2 separate regions of the Sus scrofa genome follow, and region 2 is linked to region 1. The links are chromatin contacts, called in public promoter capture Hi-C maps. All regions are on one chromosome and are shown on one strand. The core of a region is the stretch at or near the end of the contact, and the rest is flanking DNA. Distances in the headings are between cores, read along the strand shown.

Region 1 (3,990 bases), core at 578-3,077:
AGTGGTGCTCCTTGTCGTCCTTGACCATTCAGATCTGCTAGCATTGGATGGGATTGGCTTTACTTAAATCACATACCGATGACACCGCTGGCTGGCTGGTACTATCACCATGCCTGTTTCACTGATGGGAAAACCGACTGCAGAGCAGCTCTGTAACCTACGCTGGGTGACCAGCGATGGCTCTGGGCTAACACCTGGCAGTCTGACTCCAGAGCTTGGTTTAACCATTACAGAAGCAGACAGACAGACCAGGTTCTGGCGTGTTTGTGAAGAAGTGCATAGAGACAGCAGACTTCCACTGACACTCGAACCGCAGTAATGCCAGTCACATTACAAAACACCCTGCTGGCTGCCGCCAACTTTGCTTACGGGGTGCTCTAGGAGTGCAGGGACATGGAACGCAAAGCCTTTGTGGGACCCAGACTCTGCCCGCTTCCAGAGCCCGCAGAACGGCAGATGGGGCCCCAGCTGCAGCAGGGACCCAAGAGAGGCTCAGCGACACCCGCCCTTTCCAGATCCTGCTCTAGTAAGGTGGAGCCCCACAATGACAGAGGTCAAGTAAGTGAACCCAGCCCAAGTTCACAGAGTAAGTGAGCCCAGCCCCCTCTCGTGCAGAGAACACCTTTTTGAAAACTGGGCAGCCTTCTGAAATGTGAATAAACATTTTTAATTTTAAACTGGTTAACCATTTGGTTCAGCTGTGCAAACACCCAAGCCTAAGAGCCAGAGAGACACCCAACTTATCAGAGGTCCTGAAGAGTTAGACACAGCCACTGAACAGTCTTCGCAAAACCAGGCAGAGGAAAGTCACTTTGTGCTTAAGGTTATTTCTTGGAAATTCCCTCCCAGAACCCCGAGGGCCCCTACGGAAGGTGGAGGCGAGCGTCCCAAGCGCATCCCTTCGAGCCAGTGCAGTCTGTTCAGCGGAAGGGGAGATGGGGAGCGTTTTAGGAAACCGGGCTTTCAAGTTGCGGGTGACCATTTATTTGGCTGGTGAAAGCTCTACCCGCGCAAAAGGACCAAAGTGGAACAGTAGAAATGAGCACACTGGGAGAGGGAACCAGGCCCTGGGGCACAGGCAGAAGGAACCCGCGTGGGGTGGCAGGGAGAGGGCAGGGCCAGGGGGTGCCAGGGATGGGGCAGCGCACCGGGGAGTCTCAGGGTAGGGGCAGCGCCTCGGGGATGGCTGGGAGGGGGCAGCGCACTGGGGGTGGCAGGGAGAGGCGCGGGGCAGCGCACTGGGGGTGGCAGGGTGGGGGCACCCCGGGGTGGTAGGGACCGGGCGGCGCACCGAGGGTGGCAGGGAGGGGCGCGGGGCAGCCCGCCTTACCTTTGCGCGTAGTGGATGAGGAACATGGCCAGGAGGATGCAGTTGGGCCAGCGGCTGAGGCGCTCGGCCGGCGCGCCGGCGCACGCGAGGATCGGCAGGGCCAACGAGGGTAGCTCCTGCACTGCCCAGGCCGCCCGCGCGGGCAGCCGAAAGGCGGAGCGCGGCGATGCGTAGCGCCCGTAGGGCGAGCCCACCAGCTTCAGTATCACGTAGCACAGGAAGGCCAGAGCGCCCTCCAGGTAGGCGAGCGCGTCCAGCAAGAACCGCTCGGCCGGTTCCATTGTGGGGAACGGCAGGCGTGCTCCATGGCCCGCCGGCCGCGACCCGCCACATATAGCGCGGCGTCGGGGGCGGGGGGAGGGGGCGTCGGGAGGCGCGGTTACCCGAGGTTGGCGCCCGCGGCCGAAACCACCGGCTGGGATCCGCCCCGCGCGGGCAGCCTCGAAGCGGTACGTGCGCGGATTCAGCGGAGCAGACGGGTCCCGGGCACGTGCCGCGGGCGGGGCGGGAGGCGGGCCTGCAGCCCTGGCCCCGCCCACTCCGGCCCTGCCCCTCCTCCATCGCCGCGAGGCGCACGCGCGCCCTCGGGCTGTCCGCAGCGCTGCCTGAGCCCGCGCGGGAAGCCAGGGCGCTCGGCGCGCAGGCGCCTTTCGGCCTCCTCTCCGGAGCCGCTTTCCCCACTTTTCTCCTGGGGGCCGTCGGCGTTTCCTCTCGCCCGCTGTTTTCTGGGAGCACCGATCGCGACACTTTGGCTCGTTTCTCGAAGGCCCTGCACGTCCCAGAGAGGCGCAGGCGCAGACCCGCGGGGTCCTCGAGCTGCAGCCCGGAAGTGCTCGCGGCCGGTCCTGGCGGGTCGGTGTGTGAGGGCGGCGTGCGCGGCCGCGTGGGCCATGGGGCGGCGGTCGCGGGGCCGGCGGCTCCCGCAGCAGCAGCAGCAGCGGCCCGGGAGCGCGGAGGACGGCGCCGAGGGCGGCGGCAAGCGCAATGAGACGGTAGGAGCTGGGGTGAGGGCGGCGAGGGCCCCGGGTGGGCCTCCCTGGCCCTGAGGCCTGCGGGGGTCGAGGGGCGGCTCCCCGGCCCTGGGTGGACGTCTCTTTCCTTCCTCAGGGCTGGGAAGGCGGGTACCCCGAGATCGTCAAGGAGAACAAGCTGTTCGAGCACTACTATCAGGAGCTCAAGATCGTGCCCGAAGGAGAGTGGGAGCAGTTCATGGAAGCGCTCAGGGAGCCCCTCCCGGCCACGTTAAGAATTACTGGCTATAAAAGGTAGGGGGTCGTGCCTCTTGTATTTCGTGTAAAACTGGTGTAAAGATGCCCAAATTAAAAACGAGGGTGTCTGTCCCGAAAAGTGCCTGCGAGCGGTGTGGGTTCTAGAGTTTGGAAGCACTGAGGGGAGGGAGCACGTGTTCAACGGAATAGGGCAAGGGGGTGTTGCAAGTTGGGAGGCTAGAACCAGGCATGAAAATGCGGTCTGAGAACGGGTTGGCTCCTGGGAGCTTGTGCGTTGAGGATGCCCACCGTTGGGAACAAACACATGAGAGTTTGTGCCACTACCACTAAGTAAGAATTTCGGCGTTCTCTCCTTGAAGAAATTCTTGTAGTCAGGTAACTGAGGGGGTGAGCTCGTTGCCCACTGCACAGCGGAGACAACAGATACCAAGGCAACGGTGTTTTGCAGAAAAAGACTTTTGCTCCTTGTGGGGCAGTCAAGCAAGGAGACAGGAGGCAATGCTCAGATCTGTCTCCTGGTCTGCTTTTGAGTGGCGGTTTATCATGGAAGTCAGGAGTAATGGGAGAGGAGCCCAGAAGTAACCAGGAGAAAATAAAAGTAAGTTTCAAGAGTTCTCTGTGCTGGGGACTCTCCTTCAGGCCACTCCCTGGGTCAAGTGTCCACTTGTTCTGTGTTCATTCAAGGGGGCTGTGTGTGAGCAATTTGTTTCCATATTTGAGGCTTCCTTGGTCTTCTGCAGAGGGGGCTTGGAGGTTTTATTAAGTCACTTTGTTTCTTCTTAATGAGACTTGAGTTTGTAAGTTACAGGGTCTGGTTTTAGTCCTTGCTGTGTGTTGGTCCCTCTTTAATCTCTAGGGATCTGGGTGATGAAAGCTCTAGTTGCTTCCCGTGGACGAGGTGTTTAGACCTTGCAAGGGCTTGAGGAAGGAAACTGTTAGGCCCTAAGCTGTATACATTCTCCAGTATTCAATCCGGATTGTTGGAGAGGTTGGTATCCGCCTCCCCCCGTCCCCCCAGGTCAGGGTTGAGCCCACAGAGGAACAGTCTGGTGGCCCACGGTCTCTGAGACACAGACTTGACAGGAAGGTTAAGGGGCATGGGCTCAAACAGAAGAATCAGTATGACTGGGCTTCAAGGAAACACCGGTGCATGTGGGCCGTTTAACTAAGAGGAGAAAATCCCTTATGGATTGGAAGCTCTGCTGGCAGAAGGATTACGGATGTCCTGTGACCAGCTGGCCTGCTGGTATCGGTTCTTTGTGTTTTGGTCCACTTGTCTGGTGGTATTTGTCCATGTGCAGTGACTCGTGACCTCCTTGTTCCCCCGGGAGATAGTGGAGCACTGGTTTAGTATCCGGTGTACATTTGCTAAGGCCTTCACCCAAAGTGTTAGTTCATCTAAACTGGAGGCTGTCAGTTTGGGCCAGTTGA
Region 2 (4,190 bases), core at 1,543-4,042, 920 kb after region 1:
TCTTCAAAGGCCCCCACAATCAAGCTCTCATCTTTTGGACTCTGTCAAACTCCCGACTGCTGTAGGCCATGTGTGCCCCCTGTGCTGAGATACGATCGCCAATGTCACAGCTTTTTGGAGCTTGGGCTCCTGCTAGAGATGAGGTTATGAGGACAGAGCCCCTGTGGCTGGATCCAGTGCTCTTATAAAAAGGACCCAGGAGCTCCCTCCGCCTTCTGCCATGCAAGGTCACAGCAAAGAGAAAGCATGACCAGGAATCTGGCCCTCAGCAGATACCAAACCTGCTGGTCTCCTGACCTTGGATGTCCCAGACACCATAAGTGGGAGAAACACATCGCTTACAGGCCATCTGGTTTTTCAGTACAGCAGCCCAAGCAGCTCAGGACACCAACCCGCACTCCAGCCCAGCAACAGTGGCCTCCTCGCTCTTCCCAAGGATGCCAGCCGAGCTCCTACATCAGTCAGGCCTCCACACGGATCTTTCTACTGTCTGCGATGCTTTTCTCCCAAGACCCCTGGCGCTTGTTCTAACCCCCGGCTCAAACCCAGTCTCTGTGCAGCCTCCGCGACTCCCTGCTTAGATTCCACCAGCCAGCGGCCCCTTCCTCACCCTTTCGCTCTCCCTCTTTTCTTTTCACCTTAACCCCAACACGTTTACCACCTCCTCGGGTTACCTGTTTAATCTGTCTCCTCCCCCACCTCTCACAATGGAAGCTCCAAAAGATGGAGCATATTTGCCAAATCACCCCCCCCCTGCGACTGCTCTGCCTAAGACACAACAGGTGATCAATAAACACTTGCCGAGCGAATAAACTGGCCCAAAGAATAGACATAACTTACTGACAATTCAAGAGAACTTCACCCACATTTCTGGGTCTTGAGGGAGAAAAATAAAAGCACATTATAAATGCCTATGTGGGGCAGCTCAGCTGAGAAAACGACTTTACGACTGGAAATTCTCCGTTTCTTTCTTTCTTTCTTTTCTTTTTTTTTTTTTTTTTTTTTTTTTTTGTCTTTTTGCCATTTCTTGGGCCGCTCTGGTGGCATGTGGACGTTCCCAGGCTAGGGGTCGATCTGAGCTGCAGCCACCAGCCTATGCCAGAGCCACAGCAACGCGGGAGCCGAGCCGCGTCTGCAACCTACACCACAGCTCACGGCAACGCCGGATTGTTAACCCACTGAGCAAGGGCAGGGATCCCGCAACCTCATGGTTCTTCGTCGGATTGGTTAACCACTGAGCCACGACGGGAACTCCAATCCTCCGTTTCTTGACTGACGATACCTGACCCTTTCTCCCTCCCCTGCTCTCAACCCTTAAATCGCCTGGGATCAGCTCATAGATAATGCAGTTCAAACAACAACAAGACACCCTCTAAGCTCCTCTTGAGGGCCCAGCTGGCCGGCACTCCTTTCTGGCTTCATCAGCACTCTCCCCTCTGCACTATGGTCACAGGCCAACCAGACCTCGTCCTGCTCCTCAAAGACACCGCGCTCCTCCTCGCCTCATAATAGCGCACTTTAGCTGCTCTGCCTAGAACACTCCTCTCATGCTCTTCCAACCTCCTTCTCGTCATTCAGATGTCCCACTGTCACCTCCTCAAAAGCACCCTGCCCGCTGCCCCAGCCGAGACAAGACCAGCACTCCAACTCCTCCTGTTTCCTCCCAACACTTAAACCTTCTAAAGTCGCATCTGCACACATGCGTCGCACACTTGACAGCAGTGAAATGTCCCCACTATGTCCCTAGTGCCTAGAGCACCAGGTGGACTAGGTGATAATTTAATTACCGTGAACACCACGGTGGCTCGCTCCACTTTACCGTTAAGGGCATGGACAGCAACAAGACAGACTGGCGGCATCGGAGAGCTGGGTGAGTCGAGCTGGAAACCAGTACTTGGGAGTGTTCCCATTACCCTGCAAGACCCTGGGTCAGACACTTCCAACCCCTCTTCTGTCACCATAGGAGACAATCCATGCCACCGTTAGAAACATCGTGCAATGCAAGCCCATAATGGCTGAATGACCCTCCTGGTCAACTCGCAGGCCCATAAGAACGGGCCTCCCAACAAGAAATACTTAAGGAAAGGCCAGCACAATAAAAAAAACCCCTGCCCTCGGGGAAGTAACTTCCCTTGGCATTTCCACCATCACTCATCAACCTAAAAGTAGCCTTGGGGAACCCAGAGTGCTGGGTACCTTCCAGCACTCGCTCGCTCTCCCCCCCCCACCACTGCATTCCAATAAGCGAATTCTGGGTTCCAAGCCTGAACAACCCAAAGGAAATCGTCCCCAAAATCACTGCAGGAGAAGGGAAAGAAAAGAGGGAGGGGGGGAGCCTCCGCCTAGGAGTGGGAGCGGCGCGCAGAGGAGTAGCCCGCGCGGCCTGACCCCCAGCCCGCCGCCCTGGACGGCCCGCCCAGACCCTCCGCGCCCTCGGCCTGGTGGAGACGCCGCACCTGCTGCAGGGAGGCGCAGCCCTGACAGCGCGAGAGGTCAGCCGCCGTCCCGGGCGCCGCCGAGTGGGTCTCGCCCGGCATCATGGTGTCGCCGCCGGACCCAGTGGGCCCGCGCGCCTCAGGGACCCGCGGCCCCGGCCCTGTCCTGCCTCTGCTGACGCCGCCGGGGCCGCCGCCTGCCGGGCCGCTTCCCGCCGGGTCCGGGCGGGTCCATCCGTGCACAGAGGTCCCCGTGGAGCCGGCGAAGGGCTCTCGGAGCCAGAGCCGCCCCGGGCACCAGAAAGAAACGCTACCCGGCGCGGCCCCCGAGCGCGACGCGGTCTAGTCAGGACCCGCCCCGCCCTGGCTCACCCCGCCCCTCGCCGCGGCGCGGGGCTGCCCGAGGCCCTGCCTGAGAAAAATGGGGCGCGGAGTCGAGCCGAAGCGGCAGGAAGACATGCGGGGAGGAAGCGTCAAGGGAGAGGGGGCATTAGAGGGGCTTTCTTCCACCGTTGAGGGTTTCGTCGTTCACTGCCGACTTGCTGGGGGGCACACTTTCCATAGACACCTAAAACCTTCAACGAGGGGGAGGTGCCCTGAGGATGACGTCACCCCAGGCGCCCGCGGTCCAGAAGGGCCCCGCACGCAGACCGGCCAGTCCGCGGTGTAAGGGCAGGGAACCGCGCTGGGCGCGTCTGGCCGGGTCCAGGCGGAGAGGCGAGGACTACAGTTCCCGACGCTCCGCGCGGCTGACGGACACCCGGCGGCGGTTCCTCCGGCCTCGGCACTTGGTCGCCAAAGACCCGTCCTTCGTCAGGGAGCGCCTTTCTTCCCGGCAGCTACCCACGCCTGCCCGGTGCACTTGCCGTCCGACCCGGCGCCCCTCGGCCTCTTTCCAGACCCATCCCCGCGGTGTCCGTGAAGGCCTGTGGGCTCCGCCACGCACCAAGTGCCAAGCACAGCGCCTGGCCGAGTCCTCGGCGACCCTGCCATCGGTCACTAGCCAGCCACTGCCGAGTCTTATTTTTAAAATATCTCTGGAAGGAAAAAAAAGAGAAGAAATCCTCACTTGACCGCAGTTTCTGGATACATTCAGTCCCTGCTCCTCTTGTTTGAACCCACCTTTCCCCATCTCCTTTCCAGTATCCACCGCCACCAGAACCTCTGTTTAATAATCACAGCGGTTGCCGTTGGTACCTTGTCCGGAGGCCTCCCATGGTTTCCTGATGCCTGGTTAGAAAGTCCAGATTCTTAGCATTTGTACCAGCAGTATATGTGCTAAGGAGCCGCCCGGACCTTACCAGCTCCTTCCTAAATCTACAGGGTGACAATGGCAAATAAAAACAGCTCGTCAAAGAGAGAAGCCTGGGTTCCTCTCCCGATATCATAGCCCTGCCCTCGTTTATAAGGCGCGGTGGCTGCCGCTTGCAGTGAAGTGAACAAGTAGCCAGCAGACCGCTAGATTGTCCTTGACGCTTAAGACAGGCCTGTGCTTGTTTGGACAGGTGCTGTGGCCATGCAAAAAACCGAGTAGAAATAAAAGCGTTAAAAGTGAAAGGAGAAGTGAGCAGAGGCACAGCAGGGAAGGGCTGTACCCAGGAGACCGACCACGTGACTCAGGAAGTGGCAAAGAGCCCCCTGAGGTCCTGATGACTTTCCATTTCTGGTTTCTGATTCCAGACGAATAGGTCTTAACAGTAACATCCTTTTTATTGAAGGTTTCCCAAATAACTTTTTCCCAGAAGACCTCAGCTG

What was found. Promoter capture Hi-C pulls out the DNA fragments that hold promoters and counts their contacts.
Region 2: a contact with region 1 is called in a promoter capture Hi-C map of liver, with 3 times the contacts expected there. The contact joins the promoter of ICE1 here to the promoter of SRD5A1 in region 1. A contact is called at or near these places in 1 of 5 promoter capture datasets (liver) and 1 of 2 datasets of contacts at active chromatin or transcription factors (skeletal muscle).

What each region holds. Positions count from the first base shown.
Region 1 is chr16:75,333,611-75,337,600 of Sscrofa11.1, forward strand. SRD5A1 (3-oxo-5-alpha-steroid 4-dehydrogenase 1) reads right to left here and starts at 1,828. Exons shown (of 5, transcript XM_003134156.6): 1 at 1,331-1,828. The coding sequence starts at 1,611. It overlaps NSUN2 (tRNA (cytosine(34)-C(5))-methyltransferase), which reads left to right and starts at 1,965. Exons shown (of 20, transcript XM_021077095.1): 1 at 1,965-2,322; 2 at 2,438-2,595. The coding sequence starts at 2,221.
Region 2 is chr16:76,251,573-76,255,762 of Sscrofa11.1, forward strand. It overlaps ICE1 (little elongation complex subunit 1), which reads right to left and starts at 2,793. Exons shown (of 20, transcript XM_021077125.1): 1 at 2,457-2,793. The coding sequence starts at 2,540.